2 separate regions of the Sus scrofa genome follow, and region 1 is linked to region 2. A link is a contact called in public HiChIP or PLAC-seq data. All regions are on one chromosome and are shown on one strand. The core of a region is the stretch at or near the end of the contact, and the rest is flanking DNA. Distances in the headings are between cores, read along the strand shown.

Region 1 (6,152 bases), core at 3,364-5,863, 130 kb before region 2:
AAATCATCAGTGGAGGTTCTGAGATATAACAGTGGGCAAAGGCATGATCCCTGCCCCAGCAGGGCTTATACTATAATCAGAAAGGTCAACACAATGTAAAATTACATATACATGTAAAATTCCAACTTTGATAAATGTTCTGAGGGTATGTGAGAAACCTGACCCTGCCTGGGGAAGTCAGGGAAATCCATCTGAAGCTAGGGAAATATACTAGTATGAATAAAAGCAAAAACGTAAAAAACAGTAATAAATAGTCAAAAATTAAATAATGTAATATAAGAACCTATACTTTATCACACAGCATGTTACCACTACAGGGATCCCCAACCTCTACAAAAAAACAAGATGTTCTATTTCTACCGCAACTTAATTTTAAAATATACATCCATTAGACACACTATGCATTTGTTCCTACTCTGTGAATATTTTGTGTCAATTCTTGATCCAGGTGACAATCACTGAATGGGGGCAGAGATTGTGCCCCTACCGAGCAACCTGATTAAATGCCCACTTATATGCTGTTCATTCCAGGCCTTCATTCTTGAGCTCAGGTTCAATGCAGATGTGGCTGTGCTCAAAGCTAAGACTCTCAGGTATAGTCCTGGTACATGTATCAGACCCACGGATCATTTCTCAGGCATTCTACCTTCTCCACAGCCAGCCTCAACCACTATTCAGCAAGTCAGTCAGCATTATACACAGATCTGACATAATTACAGTTGGATACACTATGACCTCTCAGTCTGTGCAATCTTTTTTAGGTAAATATACAAAGTGTACTAGCCATTTAAAAAAAAAAAAAAATACTGGTAAGAGTCTAAGGACCTTGGATTGGGACTCACTATCACATTTCGTAATCAGCACCGCACCACATACTATAAACAATCCATAAGATACTTTACTGTCTTGAGAGACTAGATCTAAAACATAAAAGGATGAGGAGTTCCCATCGTGGAGCAGTGGTTAACAAATCCGACTAGGAACCATGAGGTTGCAGGTTTGATTCCTGGCCTTGCTTAGTGGGTTAAGGATCCAGCATTGCTGTGAGATGTGATGTAGGCTGCAGACGTGGCTCGGATCCTGCACTGCTGTGGCTCTGGCTTAGGCTGGCAGCTACAGCTCCAATTCGACCCCTAGCCTGGGAACCTCCATATGCCACAGGAAGCGGCCCTAGAAAAGACAAATAAATAAATGGTTGGGAAAAGTAAAAAAGAATATTTTACATATTCAATAGAAAGATGCAAGTCTTTTATGTAATATTGTTTTCTGATAACCATACTAAAAAAGTAAAAAAAAATAGGTAAAATTTTAATAATATATATTACATAATCCAACAAATCTAAATTATCTTTTTAATATAATAAAAAAATCAAGAAATTGATATTTTACATTCTTTTTTTCATCTTAAGTCTTCAAGATCTGGTGTATATTTTATACTTACAATACCCTCAATTTGGACTAGTCACCATTTCAGGTGCTCAATGGTCACACAAGACCAGTGGCTACTCTACTGGAATGTATAGGTCTAAAGCATACTATGGAATACCCCCATTTAAAAAAATCTAGTACAACTGCCCTAAGAATTAAAGCTCTTCCAAACGAGAAATTTCAAAATCTGAATCCTTGGGAGTTTAGAAAGGTCTGAACCAGAAAGATGGCCATTACTGAAAAAAGAAAAAATATCTCTAAGACATTTTAAAGGATGTCTCTTTATCTTTGCTTACAATGTCTAATTCTGGAGGTACCAGAAAAGGGCAGGGGTGGGGTGGGTGTGGAACCAAGGAGAAGGGGAAAAGGTCTCTAAAATCACCATTCTAATTCATCCATCTATACATCTAACTCCTCCAACCAGCCAGCCAGCTACGTTCCTTCCACTCACTCACTAAATACTTAAAAACATTATAACTGGCTTAGAAGTCACCCTCTACATTCCAAGCCATACCGGTACATAAAAAGTCTTTCTCATTATTCCTTAATGGTATTTTTAAAATATATATTCATGTATACTCTGAGATACCCAATGCAATACTGTTTGTAAAAATATGATTGTAACAACAAAAAAACTTAATGTCTTTTAATAGGACTCATTAAAAAAAAAACTTAATTGTATGATACAGCCACATAACGTAATACTATGCAGCTCATAAACCAATGAGGTGATACTATGTATGCAAATGAGGAAGAGAAAATGAAAGCAAACCCAAGCTGTATATCAGTCATATTGTAAATTAAAAACAATCTCCTCCCCCCCCAAAAAAGAGGGCAGAACAGTGTGTTAAAAAAAAATAAAATAAAATATAAAGATATGTTTGTATAGTAGAGACCATCTGGAAGGCCATTCAGGAACGTGGCAGGTTATTACCTCCAAGGAGAAGACTTGTAAGGAAGGATAGGAAAGCGAAAATTACTTTTCACAAAATATCCTTTTTAGCCTTTTGAATTTTGGTCCCATATGTACTACCTATTCAAAACATAAATGAAAAGAAAAAGGCTTAATGCTCACCCTTGTAAAGTTGGAAAGAAGACACAGAAACAAAAACTAACAAAATGTGATGTAACATCAGTGTGCATAAGGTACACAAAGCCAGGGAGGACATAATTAAGGCCACCACTTGGATGGTTGAGAGCAGAACTGTCACCTAGGCAACATTTAGCCACAAAAATAAGCTCTGAATGGTACCGATGCCCTCAGACTAATCCATCCTAGAAAAGTCTTTTCCTGATACACCAAAGTAAAATTGTCAGCTTCCCAACAGTCTAGGAACCCCTTACCCTGTTATTGTTGACTCTATACACAGCAGAGCTGTCAGTGATGGAAGTCTGAGTGTCCCTGTAAAGGCCTGTTAACAACTGTTTAAAAGAAAAAAATATATGAGGGAGATCAGAATAAACATATAAATAGCAAACCTAAAGAAAGTAATTTTGATATACCTCTCCCAGGTGTCAGGTCACACAAATGAATGTTGCTTGCTGAAAAGCAATAGCTGAAAAGGATCATATTGATTTTTCCCTCTTCTTATAGAAAAACTAATTAACTGCAAAATTCATTCCCCTCGCTCCAGTGAGAGAGGAAGGAAAACCATTGTTTTTAAACCATTATGTTCAAATAATAGTTTCAAATAGTTAGTGGTCAAGTTTACTGACCTTCCACCCAACATTTTTAATCACCAAAGATGATCAGAGAGTATATGTCTTTAGCAGAACAAAAAGAAGAGTAAGTAATAAGGAGAAAACCTCTGCTACTCTCTGTAGCAAAAAACCAAATATTTAAAAATACTAAGTAGATTAAAATAAGTATTAATGAAAAGAAGCCTAAGTGGCCCAATATGTGGAAGGAGAATCACGCTTTTAAAAAGTTCCTTTGACAAATTCTCAAAAGAGTTTGTTACACAATGAATTATACACTGTAATCTCTTCAGCTGTCCTGGCATCCTTAGCCATGGCATGAAAGTAGTTAGTATATAAAACCCTTAAATGGGATAAGGGCTAAATGTCAGTATCTGGCAAGTGCAAGAGAAAAGAAATGGTAGAGAAATCCCAGGTTATTTTGAGTTTTTCAAGAGTCTTTTCATTTTCCCAAAGGAGTCAAGAATTAACTCCCCAGCTGTCAGCATCAGCTCAGTAAACCTCACAGGAATAATGGGATGCCCTAAGTTTTCCTATCAAGTTTAAGAAAGGTGAAAATCAAAGCATTTACTCTGACAAAGAGCAATGTTTTCCCGGAGTCACAAAGGCCAACAAGAAGAACCGCCCTTTGACTGCTCCTTCTGCTCCGGATGAACTTCCAGAACACTGTGGAATAGAAAAAAAGAACCAAAATTACGCCTTGATTACGCGTGTGTGATTGGGTTGGGGAAAATTAAGAGAAGTCTACCACAGAACACCTCATTCACCTGGAGTTTACTCTGTTATTACCACCATTATAATCATTATTTTAGTAACTCTGCTGAGCGCCTGCGACTATTAACTGTCAACTTTTCTGTATCTGCACCCCCTACCTCGACTGCATACTCTTCAAATGCAATCCGGCTTTATTAACCCTGTATCGCTGGCTTCTAGCTCAAACACAGGATGCTCAAACTTGGAGAGAAGACCCTTTGAGTCTTGGCAACAAGAGCAATGGAAGTGGGGAGAACCGCGTGCCTAGGCAAAACAGGGTCTAGTAACCCATGCCCGAGGACTGAAACTTGACTCCTGGGGTCGCGGGAAATCCTCTTTAACGTAGCGCTACTCACGCTGCTTCAGGCAGAAAAGCAGGGAGTTGTATCGAGTGAGTCTTCCTCTCTAGACGCCCCCCAGGTGGCACCGCCACACCGCGTCCGCGGTCGGCACAGCCCAGTCCAAGATCGGATCCCCGCCTGCCCTGCACCCACCTAATCCACCAGCCCCCTCTTTACCTAGCGTCAGCAGCACCGCGACGAGCGCCACCACGACTGACAGCAGCGTCGGGTCCCTCTGCTGTAGCTCCTGCCGCAAGGAGTCCAGGTAGGGATGGAAGGCGCCCCCCATACTGCCGCCATTCCCCATCCGCCGGGAGTCTGCAGAAGCCATGTCTGAGTACTTACACCCGGCACTGCAAAAGCGACGTGGCCCTAGGCTCTGCGCAGGCGTGCGAAGCGGAGCATCACGGGAGTGGTAGTTCCTATGTTGTATTTCCTCTTTCCGAGTCCGGGATCCTGAAGGTCCTGATGGGAGTTGTAGTTCTCTGGGACAGTGTGTTCCCACGGAGAGATGGGCAGTCAGCCGAGGTTTGTGTGACATGTTCATCCTTTAAGATGAGTCAGATGTCTCTGCTGTCTCCATGACCGTGGACAAAATGATGGGAGAATAAAATAAATGCTCAAGAAATCTCCCTTCGTGAAACTTGTGAGGAACTCAAGCGTTTCACAAACATTTCATCGGAAAGTAATGTGGCATGAAGTGTGACAGAGGATGTAAGGCGTGGAATGGGAAGGCAGAAAGGGTCGCTTAGTCCACCTGGGTTCAGGGGAAAGCTCCTGGAGGAAAATGATAGGAACTGAGTTAGGCTCTTCAGGCATAACAGAAGAAAGGTTGCTCTGTGCAGAAGAAAATGAGCAATTCATTGTCCGTACATTGTAAATTGAAAGCTACAACTGAGATAAATACATCAAGGGAAGCAGCCAGGAAAGTCAATGGGAGGGGCAAGGGCCATTAAAAACTTATTCCTGGAGTTCCTGTCGTGGTTCAGCGGTAACAAACCCGACTGGGTACCATGAGGACTCGGGTTCGATTCCTGGCCTCTTTTATTGGGTTAAAGGATCCGGCGTTGCCGTGACCTGTGGTGTAGGTCGCTGATGCCGCTCGGATCTGGTGTGCCTGTGGCTGTGGCTAGGCCAGCAGCTACAGCTCCGATTAGATCCCTAGCCTGGGAACTTCATATGCTGCAGGTGTGGCCCTAAAAAGACAACAGCAACAAATACTGTCACTCCTACCCTAAAGTGGCAGCCACCACTCTTCAGGCAAGAATGTGGGACCAGTGTGGCCAACTCTTGAGTTTTTCAAGAGATGCCAGAAAGACAAGTTCTTAAGGTAAATTTCCCACTTTTCAAATTATAGTAAGTAATAAAAACTTGTGATACCTCATTGCATCAGATGTGGCTGGCTTAGGGACTGCTAGCTTGCAGTCTCTGTCATCAAGCAGGTGTCGTTTCAGCAGAAGTGAGAGGAGATGAAGCAGGAAATGCTGGCAAAAACCAGACCTGAAGGGACTGTGTGCTATGCTGAGGAACCTAGACTTTAGCCAGAATGCAAAAGGAAGTGTCACTGAGAATGAAATAGATGATTGGCATATCAATGGTGAGCTACGGTTTGAGACAGAAAAGTCTGGAGGCAGGGAGACCAGCTAGTAGCTATTGTAGTGTTTTAGCAAACAATGCACAGGGTCTGAACCAAAGGCAGAGGAAAGGAGGGCACAGATATTTAGAAGGCAAATGTATAGGATTTGGTGATTAATTGGATATGCTGAGTTAAGGAAAAGGAGAGTTATCAAGACTGCATCTGAAGCAGTTGCTGTGTGTTATTGGGAAGGTCAAAGGGCTTAACATAAATTGGAGGGAGAACTCAGTTGGAGGGTCTTTGGAGCTGGGGATATAGCCAGATTGAAAACTGCCTCTCTTTTGCTATAGATGGAG
Region 2 (6,889 bases), core at 3,708-6,207:
CAATTAGGGTCAAGGGGTGCATATTGCTGCTAAGATTGATGATCTACCTAAAGCTAACAGCCTAAATCCAATAGGCCAAGGTGCCCTCTGACCTCTGAGTAGCGCAAACTATGGAAACTTCCTACATATGGGGACAAAGTCATCTTGCAAAGGAAGGCCATTCATGGTGCCAAAGCCATCTTTGTTGCTTTGGCATAATCTCTCACAATAGCAGAGCAGAAGGTTAGATTGTATTGTCAAAAACATTTTAAAGACTTCATGATGACCTTTAGAAAATCAGGGATTTGTAAATTTATCATTGTGTGTAGGCACTGAGCTAAGTGTTTTTCTAATATTAAAATAAACCCACAAGGTAGATGCTGTTGTCATCTCATTTTATACAGGAAGAAAGTGAGGTACACGGAGGTTAAGTAATTTGCACAAGGTAGCCAGCCGGTACATGTCAGAGCTGACATTCAAATTAAGCAGCCTTCACAACATTGTAAATCAACTATACTTCAATAAAACTTTAAAAAATAAAATTCTTAGGTTACAAAAAAAAAAAACCCCCCCAAAAAAACTAGGCAGCCTGCTTCCAAGTCCATGTTTTTTCCCAGGTGGCCTCTGGAGTCACTTCATTCTTTCCTCTTTCCAAGGGCCTTCTGGTAATGAAAGACAGTTTTGTTTTTTTCCTCTTAGGGCTGCACCTGCGGCATATGTTAGTTCCCAGGCTAGGGGTCGAATCAGAGCTTCAGGTGCCAGCCACAGCCACAGCCACAGCAACGTGGGATCTGAGCCGTGTCTGTGACCTACACCACAGCTCACTGCAATGCTGTATCCTTAACCCACTGAGCCACTACTGGAACTCTGCAAAGACAGTTTTTGAAGTGGCAACACATCTGTTTAAACCCTGCCAACTTCGAAAAAGAAAAAAAATAAAAATAAAAAATAAACCCTGCCAACTTCAGAATTGATTAGGTTGGTACCAGTCGCCATAACAGATGAAACTCTCAATCTCAGTGGTTTAATACAGTAAACTATTGCTAATATAAAACCCAGTTGGCAGCAGTAGTGCTTATCTGTTGAAGAGGCAGGGGGGTGGGGTGGGTGGGGTGGGGGGTGGAGATTTCATCTTTGGAGCTCTTGACAGACATTCAGAGCTCTGCAATTTTCAACATGCAGTTTCCAAGACTATTGTTTGTGTTGGGATCTAGAATAAGGACGTGTGGGACCCAGTATGAGAGGTTGGCATGGACCAGGCTCAGAAGTGCTAAACATCACTTCAGCTTACATTGTATCAGCCATAGCTCAGTCACATGATCCCACCTAGATGCAAACAGGATGGGAACTGGAATCTGTGGCTGAGCACTCTGTTCCAGCAACAACACACATTATCAAGAGGAGCAAATGTCTTGGGTCTTTTGTCTTAGTTTGAGTTTCCCTAGAAATCACACTTTTAGACAAGACTATTCAAATGTTTTATTTGGTAAGTAAAGAAACACAGTTTAGGAGTTCCCGTCGTGGCGCAGTGGTTAATAAATCCAACTAGGAACCATGAGGTTGAGGGTTCGATCCCTGCCCTTGCTCAGTGGGTTAACGATCCAGCGTTGCCATGAGCTGTGGTGTAGGTTGAAGACGCGGCTTGAATCTCGAGTTGCTGTGGCTCTGGATTAGGACAGCTGCTACAGCTCTGATTCGACTCCTAGCCTGGGAACCTCCATATGCCTCGGGAGTGGCCCAAGAAATGGCAAAAAGACAAAAAAAAGAAACACAGTTTAGAGAAACGAGACAGACCTAAGAAGGCATCCAGGGAGCTCCTTGGTTGTCTAGTGGTTAAGACTGAGCCATGATGGGCACTCCTGGATTTTTTTCTCTTATTTTTTGCTTGAAATCAAGCCACTTCTTCTGAGTTTATTACTTTCTTATAATACCTAATTAAATGCAGCTAACAGCCACCAACACATGCCACTAACATTCCATTTTACCTCCTTTTCCCTATACTTTAGCAGACTCAGTATGCCGATGTTCTACCATCCAGCTATTGAAGACAGACAACAAATAAATATTGTGCTGCAGCAAAGACTATTTCTGCAGCAAGAAAGATAATTTACTAATCTCATTTTTTTGTATTTTTAATTTATTAAAAAAATTTTATTATGATTTATTTACAATGTTCTGTCAATTTCTATTGTACAGCAAGGTGGCCCAGTCATACATATATACACACATTCTTTTTCTCACAATATCTTCCATCATGTTCCATCACAAGTAAGTAGATACATAGTTCCATGTGCTATACAGCAGGATCTCATTGCCCATCCACTCCAAATGCCAGAGTTTTCATCTACTAACCCCAGATTCCCAATCCATCCCACCCCTTCCTTCTCCCCCCTGGCAACCAAGAGTCTGTCCTATATGTACTAATCTCATTTTTTAATTATACATTTCCTTATATGTAGGTACGTATTCATTTACAGCACTGAAAACAAATATAAAACCCTATCACTGAAAACAATCTATTTTTAGTTTATTTTTTAGTTTTCAGAAATCTTATCTATGTAGCAAAATAGGACAAGAAATACTCGTTTTCTCACCATCCACATTTTAAAAGTAACTGCCCTGCTATATTTATTTCCTGTGTCTCTTCATTCTACAAACATAAGGTTCCCTATAACTGTACTCCAGGCAGGGTCTGAAGCTTCTGGCTCTAGGTCACAGAAATGCCAAAGAAACAGGGATTAATGTGAGGGAGGTAAGAGTAAAGTTAAGGCCCAGATTTATCTTCCAAAGGTAGCTGCCAGAGAGCACATCACAACTATTCCTGTTTTTACTGAAATCTTCATGGACCGCAACCTGTATAACCACTTTCACTCTTTCCTAAGGGACTGCTATGCAAGCAAACCTTAATATGCATTAGAATCAGCTTGTTAAAACTCAGAGCAGCAGCCCCACCCTCCAACTCCGCACTTCAAGAAGTCTGACTCAATAATGTTCATTTCTGGAGTTCCCGTTGTGGCTCAGTGGTTAAAGAATCCGACTAGGAACCATGAGGTTTTGGGTTCGATTCCTGGCCTCACTCAGTGGGTTGAGGATCGGGCGTTGCCATGAGCTGTGATGTAGGTTGCAGACGTGGCTTGGATTCCACGTTGCTGTGGCTCTGGTGTAGGCTGGCAGCTACAGCTCTGATTAGACCCCTAGCCTGGGAACCTCCATACGCCATGGGAGCGGCCCAAGAAAAGGCAAAAAGACAAAAAAAAAAAAGAATGTTCATTTCTAACAAATTCTCAGGTGATGCTTATGCTGCTGGTCCAGGCACCACACCAGACAAAGACCCAGGGCTCTAGCTAATGCCCAAGATTAGGGGCCTCCAAGACAGACCCTCTTTGCCCATGTGCAGATACAGATGGCAAAACTTGGCCCCTGGTCTCCTGTTCTCAAGAGGAGATGGACTCCCTTGCTATTCAGATCCAGCCACGAAAAGCTAAAGGGTTGATTTCATTTTCCCCCTCCTCCTCCTCCTCCTCATTAGCAGCATCTGTGAGTCCCTTCCTCCTCCCATGAGGCCTCCACTGGGCCCCAGGAATGGTCAGGATCAGGCTCCTGCCCCAGGGCTGACCTCCCTGTAGAGATGGGTGGCAGCCTGTAACCGGGACCCCTGTGGTGGGTCAGGAGGAGCTAAGCCTTCTGGCCACAGCACCTCAGCTCAAATGCAGGTACAGCCACCTCCCAGGTGGGTGGCCCTGGGCAAGTCACACAGCCCTGAGCTTCACTTTCCCATCTAGGTGACTTGGACAGTAATGCCCACATTCTAGGGCAGAACGCTGGGTAGAGTGAGCAGGAACAGGGCAAGCAGGAGTCCCCTGTCCACTGTGGGGTGCCTGACAACAGTAATTACTACACAGCTCACCACAGACTTGCTCCCTCACAGTGAACTGAGGCGGTGCCATTTCTTTTTACAACTCTAGTAACTTTCACTCATGTGTATGTAGACTTGCCTCACCATCTCCCTGATAACAGTGCTTTACCTTTGAGCCCCTGTGTTATTCTGACTACCCTTCCACAGATATGTTCACACACTTAGACCCAAGCTGCTCTTTGCTATATTGAGACATTAAAACGGAAAAGAAAAACAATCAAGGTACAGGGCCTTAAACTCTCAACATTACTCAAGTCATGACTTTATCAACCTCGTCTGGAATAAATTGAGGAGAAAATGCTAACTCAGCACTTTGTCATTGTCCATCAACCAGCCAGGATCCAGCGATCCTGTTTCACCTCCTCTCCCCTGATCTTTGCCTTCTCAACAGTAGCTTCCATCCCAGAATCTAACTCAAGTGGTTACAGAGAAGGAAAATGAGATGCTCATTGAAAGGTTTAAGGGAAGGGGGAATCACAGAAGACCTTGGTAAAGATCTCTTTGCACCAGGTGTGTAATTCAGGTCGTCCTGACACCTTTCTTCCCTTTAGACTTCCTGGCTGAGGTAGCTGATGAATACATTCATAATACACTGAAAGGAAAAGAATCCAGTCCGCCAGTCCACAGGGTGAAACAGACCCGGAAGCAGTCTAAATTCTACTTTACTGTGACCTTGAGCACGTCACTTAATTTCCCTAAGCCACAGTTTTTACATCTATAAAGTGGAGATACCACTATTTGCCCCACAGTGTTGTTTTGGACGATAATACATGGTCTCTAGGTGTAAAATATTTATCGAGGAAAACCCTCTTTCCCCTGGCTTTATTTTTTGGGTGTATTGGGGCCTCCTCTAAGGAACTCCGGGCCCCCTACCCGCTAGTCCTCAGCGCTTGGCCAACTCCCAGCGGAGCCCAGCTCGCCCTTCCGAGCCCGGAGGTCCCAAAGGCTCTAGCCCTAGATTTCCAGAACACCTAGACTGGGATCCCACCTCACCATAGCGACCGCCCACCACGTCTCTAGACGCCTCTGCCCGCCTCGCTCGACTCCGTTGATGTCACTTCCGCCGGAAGTTTCTGCAGTTGGCGCGAAAGTCAGTTCGGGTTCGGCAATTTCCGGGTCTGCGCTTGCTTTGGGCCGGGGGCGCCGCCGGGTGCGGCGGGTGTGCGCCGGGCTGGCGCCCGAGCCCAGCAGCCGTCTTGCCGGCTGCGCGGCCCCACTCTCGCCGCCCGGAGACCCCCAGGCGCCACCGTGGTGAGTGAAGCTCGGAGAGAGGAGTCAGCTCCTTCTCCATCCCGCGGTGCTTTCGGGACGCTGTCTCTGGCCTTTGGGGCCCTGTAACCGGCCCGGGACCGGCGGGTGGAACTTAGACGCCAGAGAGGACATGACTGCTTGCTGGACCAAGAGCCGGGCCTTGCCCCGGGAGCTGGGGAGCAAGCGCTTTTCGGCGGCCAATTACGGGGCATGACTTTGCTCGCTTGTTTTCACGTTTATATTTAAACGTTTACATTACTGAGGGCTGAACGTACCTCAAGGGCCGCGGATTCCCGCAGGGACCGATTCATTCAGAGGATCTTTAAGCTAAGTACAATTGAATGCGCTTTGGCTTAAGGAACTTAGAGCCCCTGAGCACAGGCCCTTGACGGATTCAATTTAGCGACCTTAATTTCGTTATCCGATTTATTTGCAAGGATTGGTGTTGTCATCTTTTTCCTTGACTTTGTCCACATTCCAGTGTTTTCTACAAACCGTAATGATGAATTCAAAGGCAAGGCCAGAATGTTTGTCCTGAGGCATTCTTATCTACGCAGGAAAATAGGTGCTTTAAACATTTAACTTCATATGTAATGTTCTTGTTAACGGTTCCTTTATTTTGACAGTTCAAAAATGTCCAAAAATGACAAAGAACCGTTTTTTGTGAAGTTTTTAAAGTCTTCAGACAATTCCGAATGTTTTTTTAAAGCTCTTGAGGTAAGAATACTTGAAAATGTCTTGTTTGATGCAGTGAATTCCTTTTCTTGTTTTTAGTTGTTTTGATTTATTAGGCCTATTATGTCTTATTCATAATTATTTTATGTTCATAATAGTTTTACTGTAGTCTACATTATTAGATATCTCATTGTTACACATTTTTGAATTGATGTAAACATTATATATTTGGGGGTGCATGAAATCTTTGATGACATTTCTGTTGAAAGTGGTGGACCTGCTGTTCTGAAAATAATTTCTTTTTGTCTACAAACCACAGACCTTTGTTGAAAAAAATGTGAGTCCTGTATTGGTTACACTTTCTTTTTGTTGATGTTAATTGTTAAAACTATGTTTTGTTATGTACAGTATTGTATCAGAGCAGGTAGGGTCGTGTAGAGCCTTGTTACTCACTGACATCATCAGTAGCATCACCATGGCCTGAGAGTTGGGCCCTAACTCATACTTAGCAGCTAGAATCTGGTTTTTAACAAGATCCTGTGTTCAGGAATTCCCTTAGTAGCTCAGCAGTTAACAAACCTTACTAGGATCCAGGAGGATGCGGCTTCCTTCCCTGGCCTTGCTCAGTGGGTTAAGGATCCAGCATTACCATGAGCTGTGGTGTAGGTCTTAGACTCTGCTTGTATCCTGTGTTGCTATAGCTGTGGTGAATGCCAGCAGCTTTAGCTCCCATTCCACCTGGGAACTTCCATATGTCGTGAGTGCAGCCCTAAAAAGCAAAAAAAAAAAAAAAAAAAAACCAAGATCCTGGGTCTGTTAAAGTTTAAAAACCACTGTTGTAGCAGGTTTCTTTTTAAAGTTCATTCATTCAGCAAGTAATTATTGAGTATCCTTCATCTGATGAGCACTGTTCTAGTACTCGGCATGTGTCAGTGATCAGAGCAGACAAAGATCCATAGTTTTTCAGAGTTTTCATTTTAGTCTAGGAGGAAATAGACATTAATCAGACATATAAATGAAGAAACTATAGTGTGTTAAAGGTGCTAAGTACCGTGGGGAGAGAAATGC

The links. HiChIP or PLAC-seq counts read pairs in DNA pulled down with a chosen protein or histone mark.
Region 1: a contact with region 2 is called in an H3K27ac HiChIP or PLAC-seq map of alveolar macrophages. The contact joins the promoter of SRPRB here to the promoter of TOPBP1 in region 2. A contact is called at or near these places in 1 of 5 promoter capture datasets (liver), 2 of 47 Hi-C or Micro-C datasets (embryonic fibroblasts and heart right ventricle) and 1 of 2 datasets of contacts at active chromatin or transcription factors (alveolar macrophages).

Annotation. Positions count from the first base shown.
Region 1 is chr13:74,974,491-74,980,642 of Sscrofa11.1, reverse strand. SRPRB (signal recognition particle receptor subunit beta) reads right to left here and starts at 4,613. Exons shown (of 7, transcript XM_021069470.1): 1 at 4,398-4,613; 2 at 3,698-3,792; 3 at 2,773-2,850. The coding sequence starts at 4,551.
Region 2 is chr13:74,844,445-74,851,333 of Sscrofa11.1, reverse strand. TOPBP1 (DNA topoisomerase 2-binding protein 1) reads left to right here and starts at 4,957. Exons shown (of 28, transcript XM_021069465.1): 1 at 4,957-5,146; 2 at 5,773-5,863. The coding sequence starts at 5,780.